2 separate regions of the Gossypium hirsutum genome follow, and region 2 is linked to region 1. A link is a contact called in public Hi-C data. All regions are on one chromosome and are shown on one strand. The core of a region is the stretch at or near the end of the contact, and the rest is flanking DNA. Distances in the headings are between cores, read along the strand shown. Region 1 holds the start of LOC107903348. Region 2 holds the start of LOC107898813 (protein translation factor SUI1 homolog 2).

Region 1 (5,546 bases), core at 998-3,497:
TAAGAATGTGGTTTGTATCTGTTATGTTGTGTATGTAAAGTTATGTCACGTTTAATTTCTACTCTGAATATATATTATATTTTCTTACTCTGTATTTGCATCTGGGTTGGGTTGTACATACCATGTGAAGGAAGTGATTCTGTAAAAGGCGGTAAATCGCCTATTGATCCGGCAGCTCAGCTGCAACTATTCTGTAAAGTGTCCATAGGGGTGTGTAGGGATGGATGAGTGTTTTATACTCATATGGTGTGTTGGGATGGACGGAGTTGATGTGTAGCGGTTGAGGGTAGGATTATGTATTGTATCTACTCTGCTCTGCTATAAATATGTTTCTAATAGATCTATCTGATATGTATTTTACTGTGTTAAGTTTATTGTTATACACTGAGTTTCAAAATTCACTCTCGGTTTAATTGATATTTTCAAGTAATCTTCAGACTTAGGCGGGTCGGTCCGATGGAAGTTTGGTTATATTAGTATTTCGTTTTTTTTAACTATTTTAAATTGGGTTAAGTGTTTTGTGAAATTTGGACTGTTTTGGACATTTTAGGACTATCTTATTTTTGGATTTTATTTTCAATTTACGCATGACACTAACAAAACGATTTATCGAAAACGACTATTTTCCTACAGACTATCGAATTCAAGAAACAAACTTGGTTTCCAAAATATAATGATATAAGATTTTCACTACAAAGTATTTGTTTTATTCAGTAAATGTAAATAAACAACATTTTCATTTAAATAGTTATGTCAAATACGCTTTCTAATAAAACAGGTTTTTAGGTAACAAAATTTTACAATGTTTTTAAAGTATATGCGAATCGGATTTACAACTATTTTACGTAGCATCTTCAGATCTAGTCATAATGTCTAGGCCGATTTTAGGGTGTTATACGTAATTTTTAAACTGAGTTGGTACTTAGTTGACTTGTGATACTAACTCAACGTAAGTATAGATAAATACAATTTGTTGAGGTAAAATTAATGTTTTATTGAAATAAATTGCATAAGTTTTGTATTCTTTTGAAATTTAAATTTAGTTCTTATATTTTAATTTTGAAACATTAAGTCCTTATTTTTTTTTATTTGAAAATCTTTGTCACTGTCTAATTTTGCCATTAAAGTTAAAAATAACTTTTTTAGCCCTCAACATTTATACTTTTTTTGTCAATTTGATCACTACCCTTTAAAAGTACATAAAAATAATTTTTCCATACTTTAAATAAAACATAATAAATTTAAAAATTATATTTTTTTCTAAAAAATGAAAAAAAAACTCTTTAAAATTTAAAAAAGGATTTTTAAATATAAAAAATTCCAAAATTCAATGTACTTAAACTAGACCGGACCACTAGTTGGACTTGTTGGACTGGGAATTGGCTGGGGTATCGATCATGAATCGAATTAAATTTTATAATTCAAATAATTCGAATATATAATTGGTGTAAATACAATGCTCCTAAATACCGAATTAAATAATTATTAAAAAACTAAAAGATATATAAAAAACTTAAAAAATATAAAAAAAAAACTCTAAACTCTACACAAAACTGACTCTAAATTTTAAAATTCACAAAACTCTAACCCTACTTTAAAAAAAACAAAACCTTAATCTTAAAAAACTGGATGAGAATGAATTTTGTTTACAAAAAAAACAGCCTAATCCAATAATTATTTTTAAAAATTAGGATTTTTATTAAATTCAATCTAATCCTTGCCTTTAAAATAAAATAAAATGGTTTTGATTTTATTTTATTTATTTATTTATTTTTTGAATGGTGAAATTTACCGATTAAAGTCAACATTTTAAGTTAAAAATTTATTTTTATTTCTAATTTTCTTAATCTTATAAACACGAGAAAAGATTATATGAAATAGTAATATTATTTATTTTCAATAATTTAATGTCATATCAATAATTTTATCTTAAATTTTAATATTTTCATTTAAATTTAATTTTCTTCAAAATAAAAATATTAAAATTGAAGATAAAATTATTGATTTAATATTAAATTATGAAAAAAATATTTTCATAAAATTCTTTCCCTATTAACACTACAGATAATAAAAACTTCAAACCGAAGTACAGAAAAGAAAATCCTTCGTCAGCAATGTGAACTAAAATATCTTTGTCCAAAGTTCAGAATACCAATATTGGTACGTGGCAAACAACCATTGGTTTTTGAAAAATTGGTAGGGAGACAGCTTTTACTGCAACATGATTGGTATTTGTTGACTGGTCTGACATATTACAAAAGACAAATACTTTTCGCAAAAAAAAGAAAAGAAGAAAAAGTTGGATTTCAAAAACAAAGAAGATTAGATATGGTTTTGAAGGTGACATAATAAACAAACACACCGATCTTCGTCCAGAAAACATGAAAAATTCGGTGGGTTTTGTTTTATTTTTTTTTTCATAGTTTAGTTCCACTTTTTTTTTGTTGTTTTGGGGTTCAGATTCAATTCAATCTGTTGCTGAGTTCACCCTTCAATGTTGCTTGGTATATAAAGTGGCAAGCTTTAAATTTCCGTCATTTATGTAATTGTGGAATGATTGCTGGTTGTTGGTAAGTTCTATGATTGAATCTCTTTAAAAAGTTGGGTTTTTTTTTTGAGGATTTGGTGCTGTTTCTGCTTGATTCTTGATAGGATTAATGAATTTTCATTGTTCATTTTAGTTTATGATTTTGATTTTATATTGGGTTTTGATTCAAAATCTGGAAAACTTGGTTTAAATATGAAACTGTTTTAAGTGGTTGATTCATAATCATAATCTGCAGTTTCATATTCATATTTCATGAGCTGAACTGAAATTGTTTTAATTGTGATAAGCAAATATATTGAGGATGTTTGCATGAATCAACTGGATTAAGTTATTTCGTTCTTCAATTAGCTAACATATGTCTATCTGTTTGTTGAAATTCCTCAATGGGTACTCAAATATGTTGAAAAGAGTAAAAAGCACGATGGATGCTACTAAGAGTTAGATTATACTTTATCCCTCTATAAAAAAAATAGATAAAATAGTTTTTGTATATCAGATTAAAGAGTAAGTTAATTATTTATATTAAAAATTTTATAAGTTAATTATTTATATTAAAAATTTTATGCATATGTATCATTAAAAATTAATGTAACTGACAGAATAATCAGACAGTGACACCTGCCGTTAAAAAGATTAGTATAGTTTTCATATGTTTGATTCATTTTTGTTGTTGGATAACAGCCTTTAGGAGAGGAATCATCAAACATGGCTCATAAACTGGAAGCTATCCATGGCGGTGGTGGATCAATTAAGGTGGGGACTAAAGGGACAATTAGTTCCCTTATGACCGAGGAACTAGACTCCATTAAAACACCAAGGCAAACACCACCTAGACACAAATCTCAGGGGATTCCAGCATCCGTTGCCTGTTCTTCAACGACTCTAAAACGATTACAACCAAGAAAATCATTGGATGGAGCCGGCACCAGCAGGGGTCGCAACAGCACCAGTTATAAAAGCCCCCAAAGTACTAAAAATGTCCATCAGATGCCAATACTTGGCTCTGAAAATGTTGCATTAGAAAGAACACCTATTAGACAAAAAAGTGACAAGAAAGTAGTATCAAACATTGTTGAAGTAGTGGACATAAAATGTGGGAATTCGGATAGGGCATGGTCGACCCCTATAACGAATCGTCTCAAGAAGCTTGGATTCTCCAAGCTTTCTGAGACCATAGTCTAGATTTCCAACTTCTTTGAATCCGATTTCAGGTTCCTAAATCCGGAACCCGAAACCCCGACCGGCCTATTCTCCGAAACTTCCACCATAGAACAAATGCTTGCTACAAGTTTGCTGGCTCCTCTTTTTTTCTTCTTTTCAGCTGCCACAACTGGTCCAACAATAGGCCTACCATGTGGCTTCTTCGAGCTTTCTCGGCTGCTTAATTCAAGCTCGAGCATGTTGAAGTACTCGATCTCTTGCATTACCAAGGATCCCACAGTGCCTTTGGTGCCTATTTCAATAGAATGATGTGCAGCCATATCAACTGCAACATTTTGACCACTGGATTTTGATCTTTGCATGCTTTACTTTTGGTGTTTCCACTGGTTTTAGTTCTTTGCCTCTTTATTTAAAATGAACTGCACTGAACATTTAAGCTTCTAACTAAAAGTGTCTGTTTTGTTTTAACTACATTACATTGGTTTTATTTTAATGTTGTTTGGTGCCATAGTATTGTCAGTTAACTACTGTTCATCAGCATTGTATAACTGAATTATGTTTGCTAATCTCATTCGAAATTTGTTAGTTTATTTTCTGTTAATCATATATCGCTGTCATATGAGTATATTCTAATTAAAATTTTAAGTTGACAAATTTTGACAAAAAAATACTTACAATTTTAAGATTGAACTGAAATTTTTAAATAAAAAAATGTAAAAAAAAACTTATAATTTTTAACCTCTTTAAGTATAGGGATTAAATCTTAAATTTTGTTAAAATATAGGGACTAATAGTGTATCTTAATCTTTTGGTTCCTATGGTTTGAACTATAACTTATATTTAAATGCTCAAATCAAAGACTAATTTAATGGGTTTATTGTAGGGTCAAAATTTTCAAAATGATAATGATAAAAATCTATAAAAATGGTCAAATAGGATCAAATCTAACTTTTTATGGGTTGTTTGGGGAAAAGTTAAATATTTTAAAATGGTCATAAAATGATAAAACCTTTATGAAAAGTGTTCAATCGAAAGTCTAAGTTTTTTGAAATTGTCAAACTTTTTTTGAAGTGTTGAAATAAAAACCCTTATACAAGTACTTTCATAAGGATTTAGCTGGTATACAATTATTTTGGATGGTCAGACACTTATATGAATAACTTCAGTAAAGTAATATGGAAACAGGAGTCGAATTACATTTTACCTTATCTACTCAAATGATAAATAAATTAGTTCTTATACGTTAAATAAGAGAGTAAACATGTCATTCTATTAAAAATTCAACTTATACGTTAAATAAGAGAGTAAACATGTCATTCTATTAAAAATTCATCTATTTTTACTATTAAAAACTAGTCTTGTATGTCGGCATGAGGTATACGTGGCATATTTCATGTAACTATAAGGTTATTTCGTTAACCATACCAGTTTTTGACAGTACAAATAAATAAAATTTTGTATAATAAAAACTGATTTACTTTTTAATTTAACGTGTAATGACTATTTTACTCATTTAATATCTAAAAAGCAAATCCAATACATTTAGACATAAATAAAACTATGAAACCTAGTGGGTGAGGATGATAATATCTTGCATATTGGTCCAATGAACACAACTAAAGTACTTTTTAGGTAGAGAGGTAATTGTGGGGGTTGAGTTCTTTTACTCCTTTTGATCGTATCAATCTCTGTGGTCTTATAATATTAAAAATGGTTAGATATAATGTTGTAAAACAGGAAAGAGAGAGGGGACAAGGGGCAAAACATGGGAGTTTCATATGCCTAATAAATTTAATAAAGTCTTGGTTAGGTGAAGTGAAGTGAACTGAAATGTTAA
Region 2 (5,546 bases), core at 1,652-4,151, 320 kb after region 1:
TCAGCTATTCCCAGACATTCTTTTAACTCTTGGTTAGCCATCCTAAACAAGCTACCAACTAACGATCGCTAATCTTCATGGAACCAGTAGGTTAATCCAAAATGTATTCTTTGCAGGTCAGAAGCAGGAACAAGAGACCATTTGTTCATAGGGTGTGCTCATGCAAGGCAATTGCGGAGTCTTATTATGCAAACTGGTGACCAAAATCTTATGCACCATACATGGCATGGCGTGACTGAATGGGATGATTAAGCATGAGGGAAGTCATTGTTTTCACTTTTCAACTATAATAAGATTGGTTTGGATCTCTTAGATCTATGAGCTATGGCAAGAGAGGAATAAGAGTATTCATGGAACTAATCCTAGGCAGGTTGGGATGTTGTTTACTCATATTAGATGGATGGTGCAAACTAGACTAGGTTTATTAGCATCACATAAATCTCATATTCTTCAAAACTTTGCCTGCTTTCAATTCAAAAGAAATCACTCTCAAAAGCTCATACAATCAATTATTGAAACAATTTTAAGCTAAAATAACAACATTTGTTTCAACTTTGAATCATAGAGAAACAAGCTTTTCATAGATTTCAAAAACATCCAACAGTACATAATCCAGTGAACTGGAAAGCAAAAGAAATGATATAACGGCATAGATATTATTATAGTATATCCTGACCGGGTAGTATATCCAGGTTCGAAACAAGGCACACAGATTAGCAGAAAACTTTAAGCTTGCTGCAACTTAGAAACCATGGATTTTGATGTTTTCCTTCTTCACAATGCCAGCCTGGTCCAAAAAAACAAAAGACCGTAGAACTTAGGAACTGAAACACCACAATATATTGCTCCAACTCGTCATTTTCCTTCCTGTCTAAAACCCCTGTCCAAGACATATGCGGAAATGGGCATAGTGATATGAAACTAAACATACTCATGCTAGACACACACCCATAGTCTCGTACCGACACTCACAACTTAGTCCGAGTTACTTTTTGCTTAACATCAACTAATTCCAAGAAGCAATAACAATTACCTGAACAAGGAAGGTGGAGACATTCTTACGCTGGTCACCTTGAAGTTGAATAACCTGAGTGTAAAACCAGAACATAACAAACTTAGACATCAGGTACGAATAACAGATATTATCCATAATCGTTTAAAAGGGTTATACACACACCTGCCCTAATTCTGGGTCCTGAACCACAGTGCCATTGCAGCAAAACTCCTTCTTGAGGTCTTTAAGTATCTTGTTGTAACTGAATTCTTTCTTCAACCCTTGGACAGTCGTCAGGCTTTTCCTACCGTTCCTTTGTTGAACACGGATATGAACATACTCCTTTGCACCAGCACCCGAGTCCTCAGCATTTGCATCAGCAAAGGGATCTAACACAACAAATACAAAAGGCATGTTAAACCTGAAATTAGAACAATTATTAATAGTGCAATGTTAAGGTCGAAACATACCAAAGGCAGTAGGAACCTGGACGTCGAGATCAGACATGAAACTTTGTTTATCAAAGAGGCCTGAAAACAGCCCAAACATGTTAAGCAAAAGCGACATCGAATTTGACTTTATGTAACATATTATCATCAAGAATAAGAATTCATTCACGTAAAATCGAAGAAACACTAATCAGGCAGCCAAAAAACCATTTGGCAACCAAAGCAAAACATGAACGATCAAAGAGGCCTAGCAATAACCCGAATATCTTAAGCCAAACCCCATCAGATTCGACTTTATATAGCATATTGTTATCAAGAATAAGAATAATTTTTCATTTAAAGGCAGCCTAAACACCATTGACAACCAAACCAAAACATGAACTTAGTTGATCAAAGAGGCCTAGCAACAACCCGAATATGTTAAGCCAAACCCCATCAAATTCGGCTTTGTATAGCATATTGTTATCAAGAATAAGAATATTTTTTTCATTTAAACCAAAGAAACAATAAATAGGGCAGCCTAAATACCATTGACAACCAAACCAAAACATGAACTTAGTTGATCAAAAAGGTCTAACAACAACCCAAACATGTTAAACCAAACCCGCATCGGATTCAAACTTCATATAACATATTACCAACAAGAATTCAAATCATATTTCACCAAAATCGAAGAAACAAAAATCAAGCAACCTAGATACCATTTGGCAATCAAACCAAAGCTGGCATCCATTTCCTTCCATTAACAAGTTAATTACAACAAAAGCCTTACAAACTCATAAAATGCAAATTCAAACCATAGAAATATCTAATCATTGTAAAACCGAAACTATAGGCTAAACTGTTAACAAGCAAAGATTCAAACTTCCTAAAATCATTATAATTAATCACAAAATCAGATTATAGAATCAACTAGCATTTAAAGACCAAAGATTCACTACATTTAAATTAAAATTTTCCAGTTTAACGTAACTAGGGAAAAAAAAGTGATCTTGAATATTAAATTTGTTCTTTTTATTCAGGTAAATGCATAGAAATTAAGGAAATAAAAGGAAATCTTCATCATATAGGCAAAACCCATCATCAGAAAAGTTTAAGATCAAACAAAAGCCAAAAAAAAAAAAAGTTTTAAAAAGAACACATAATATAAAACTAGACAAGCTGTAGGGTACTGGTTTACCTTATCCAAGAATCCAAAGCCTTTTTAAAGAATTGAAGTTCGGATTATCAACGAAATGACAAAAGAAATTCCTCGGATAAAGTCTGGGAACAGTCGCTGTGCGTTACGAGGGATGGCGGTGTAGGTTTTTTCTTTTCCTTGTTTGGGTGGCGAGGAAATTAAAGGGAAAGGCCTAGAAAATTATTTATTAATTAGAAATTTATTATTTTTCTATTTTTCGGAGGTTGTACGCAACTTTAGGTGATGGGGGTTATTTACACTCGTCAGATTATGAATTTCCTATTGTACTCGCCAGAAATAGCTTGTGATGATTAAAGGAGGACAGTTGGCAATCCATGAGCATGCGTGCAAAACAAATGATATGGAAAATCTGAGGTATAATGTTGAAATTCGACTGTATTTTGACATAAAAGTTAGAATTTTACGAAATAATATGAAGAATGCATGTGTGTTAAAAGTCAAATAATATTTTATTTTTTATTTAAAAAATATTTAAATTAATTTATTTATATTAGATCAAAGAATAAATTAGTTTTTTATAAAATATTTATTTATTTCTATTATTAAAAATTAGTCTCCTTACATTAGCATGATATACATATGGCACACACAATGTTAATCTGATTATTTTGTTAATCACGTCAATTTTTAACAGTACAAACGTATGAATTTTTTAATAAAAAAGACTAATTTATTTTTAATCTAACGTATAGATAATAATTTACTTATTTTTTAATAGAGGGGATAAAATATAATCTGATTATTTTTCATCAAAATTTTATATTAATTCTTATATTACGTATAATTTGTATATTTAATCTTTATACTAATTAATTATATTAATCATTCCAATTAAAATCAATCATTACAAATATTGAATTAAATAACTTAATTTCAACTAGTTTACTTAATTAACTAGTTAAGCTCACAGATAATTTCACAGGATGAAGGTATATTAAGTTTATTATGCTTGAATATGGTTAACTGTACTTTTCATGTGACATTTTGATAGCACACATGTACGATGTTATTGTCAATAATTATACATAGGTGTTTAAGTTCGGCCATCCTAAAACATGAGCTTTAAATTTTGTTTAATATTATTCATATTTATTAATGATTAACTCAACTTTATCTAGATTAACTCATATTATTATATTTTTTAAATATATTATTTTATTTAATATTTAATAATTATTTATATTCATTTCTTTTATTATGCTTTAATGATTTCTTTCTTTCATTAAATTTATAAATAAAAATTATTAACATTTTTTAAATATTTACATATTTAATTTTTTATATAATATAAATTATATAATATATAAAAAAATAACATATTATAAACTTAAAAACAAGTTAAGTTAGAGTTCAAACTTCAAATATCAAAAATTAAAGTTTGGTCTATATTTTGTACGAGTCTAATTTTTTTGTTTAACTAATAAAACTATCAATTTGAACCTACTAATAACATTATTAGATTATGATACACTCATGATATTGATAAAAAATTATATAAAAATATGTTTATTAAAAACTTATGCAAAGTTAAAATAAAAATTTAGCTAAAATAATAACACTGAATGTTAACATTATAATATTTTTCAGGCCGGGCCCGAGCCTAGAAAATGGGCATAATTTTTTATATTCGACATGATCTGGCTCATGAACAACTCTAATTAACACTTTGACCTTTATAAATAAGTGATAGTTTCTTCATTATATCCATTAAAAATTTAGTTTTAGAGTGGGTTTGGATGGGTGGTGGGTACACTGCGGTGCGTTTAGCTTACTTTTTGTCTTACGCTATAGTATCTAATCTCATAGCCACCATTGTTTTTACACTAACCATAGGCAAATACACCGTCCATCAAATTCATCATTAATCTTATATTAATAAGAGAATGTTCACATCAACTCACTTAACTACTATTATCATTAAAAAAAAATTAGTACTATTTCAATTTAAAAAGTTAATATTAGTCTGATATGTGGTAGGGTTCCAATTCACCTTTACCTATTGAAAATATGTCTTAAAGTTTTCATAAAATACAATTTTTCCAACATTAAGGCTCTCATGTTTTAATCCAACAAACACTCAGCAGTTACCACCTGCATTCCATAGGAAAAAGGAAGGGAAATTGTTTGAAATGATGAATTAATTGCGTTTGCCGGGAGTCGAACCCGGGTCTATTGCTTGGAAGGCAATTATCCTAACCGTTGGACTACAAACGCTTGATGATAATTGTGAAGTGATTTTAAATTTTAATATTTCAAAAGGCTTCCAATGTAGATTGCTAAAATAAAAGATAAAATACTAAAAAATTAAAAATATTATCTTAAAGATAAAATACTAGAATATTAAAACATCATCCTAATGAAAAATAAAATTATTTATTTTACAAATAAATCTAAAAATAATAGTTCTCAAAATAAATCATTATCCATCAACTCATTCTCGACTCAAAACTTTGATAACAGCTCGCATTTTCGATTTTTTGTACTTTCTTAGTTTGCTTTTGTACCTAATCAAAAATAAAATAATAATAGCAACATCTCATTAAAAAATTATAAAAATTAAGCATGATAAACATGTAAATTAGGTGTATTATCACATTTTTAATATTATTTATCAATTATTATTTTATAAACTTTTCATAATATTAAATTAAATTAAACTATAAATCGAGTAATTTATTAATGATGTACAAGTAATTTTAAGAGTATTAAACAACTATTTTTGGTGAATTACAGGAAGGCAAAGCCCTAACAACATTGTAACTCGAACCCAATCTGCACCTGTAGCGGTGAGCACCCTGACCATTAGATCAGCATACGAGGTTCGAGTATTAAACAATTTAAAAACATAATTGAGTGAAATATATGATTAATTGTAAAACTATTATTGAATTAGTCAAATATA

The links. Hi-C and Micro-C count contacts between places; a contact is called where the count stands out from the background.
Region 2: a Hi-C map of leaf shows a contact between it and region 1, with 2.4 times the contacts expected there. The contact joins the promoter of LOC107898813 here to the promoter of LOC107903348 in region 1. A contact is called at or near these places in 3 of 34 Hi-C or Micro-C datasets (hypocotyl and leaf).

The regions. Positions count from the first base shown.
Region 1 is chrA04:2,988,831-2,994,376 of Gossypium_hirsutum_v2.1, forward strand. It overlaps LOC107903348, which reads left to right and starts at 2,248. Exons shown (of 2, transcript XM_016829364.2): 1 at 2,248-2,393; 2 at 3,230-4,267. The coding sequence starts at 2,382. The coding sequence ends at 3,730.
Region 2 is chrA04:3,303,728-3,309,273 of Gossypium_hirsutum_v2.1, forward strand. LOC107898813 (protein translation factor SUI1 homolog 2) reads right to left here and starts at 2,902. Exons shown (of 5, transcript XM_016824399.2): 1 at 2,624-2,902; 2 at 1,465-1,524; 3 at 1,178-1,383; 4 at 1,034-1,087; 5 at 563-787. The coding sequence starts at 1,501. The coding sequence ends at 743. TRNAG-UCC (transfer RNA glycine (anticodon UCC)) reads right to left here and starts at 4,858; the gene lies at 4,787-4,858.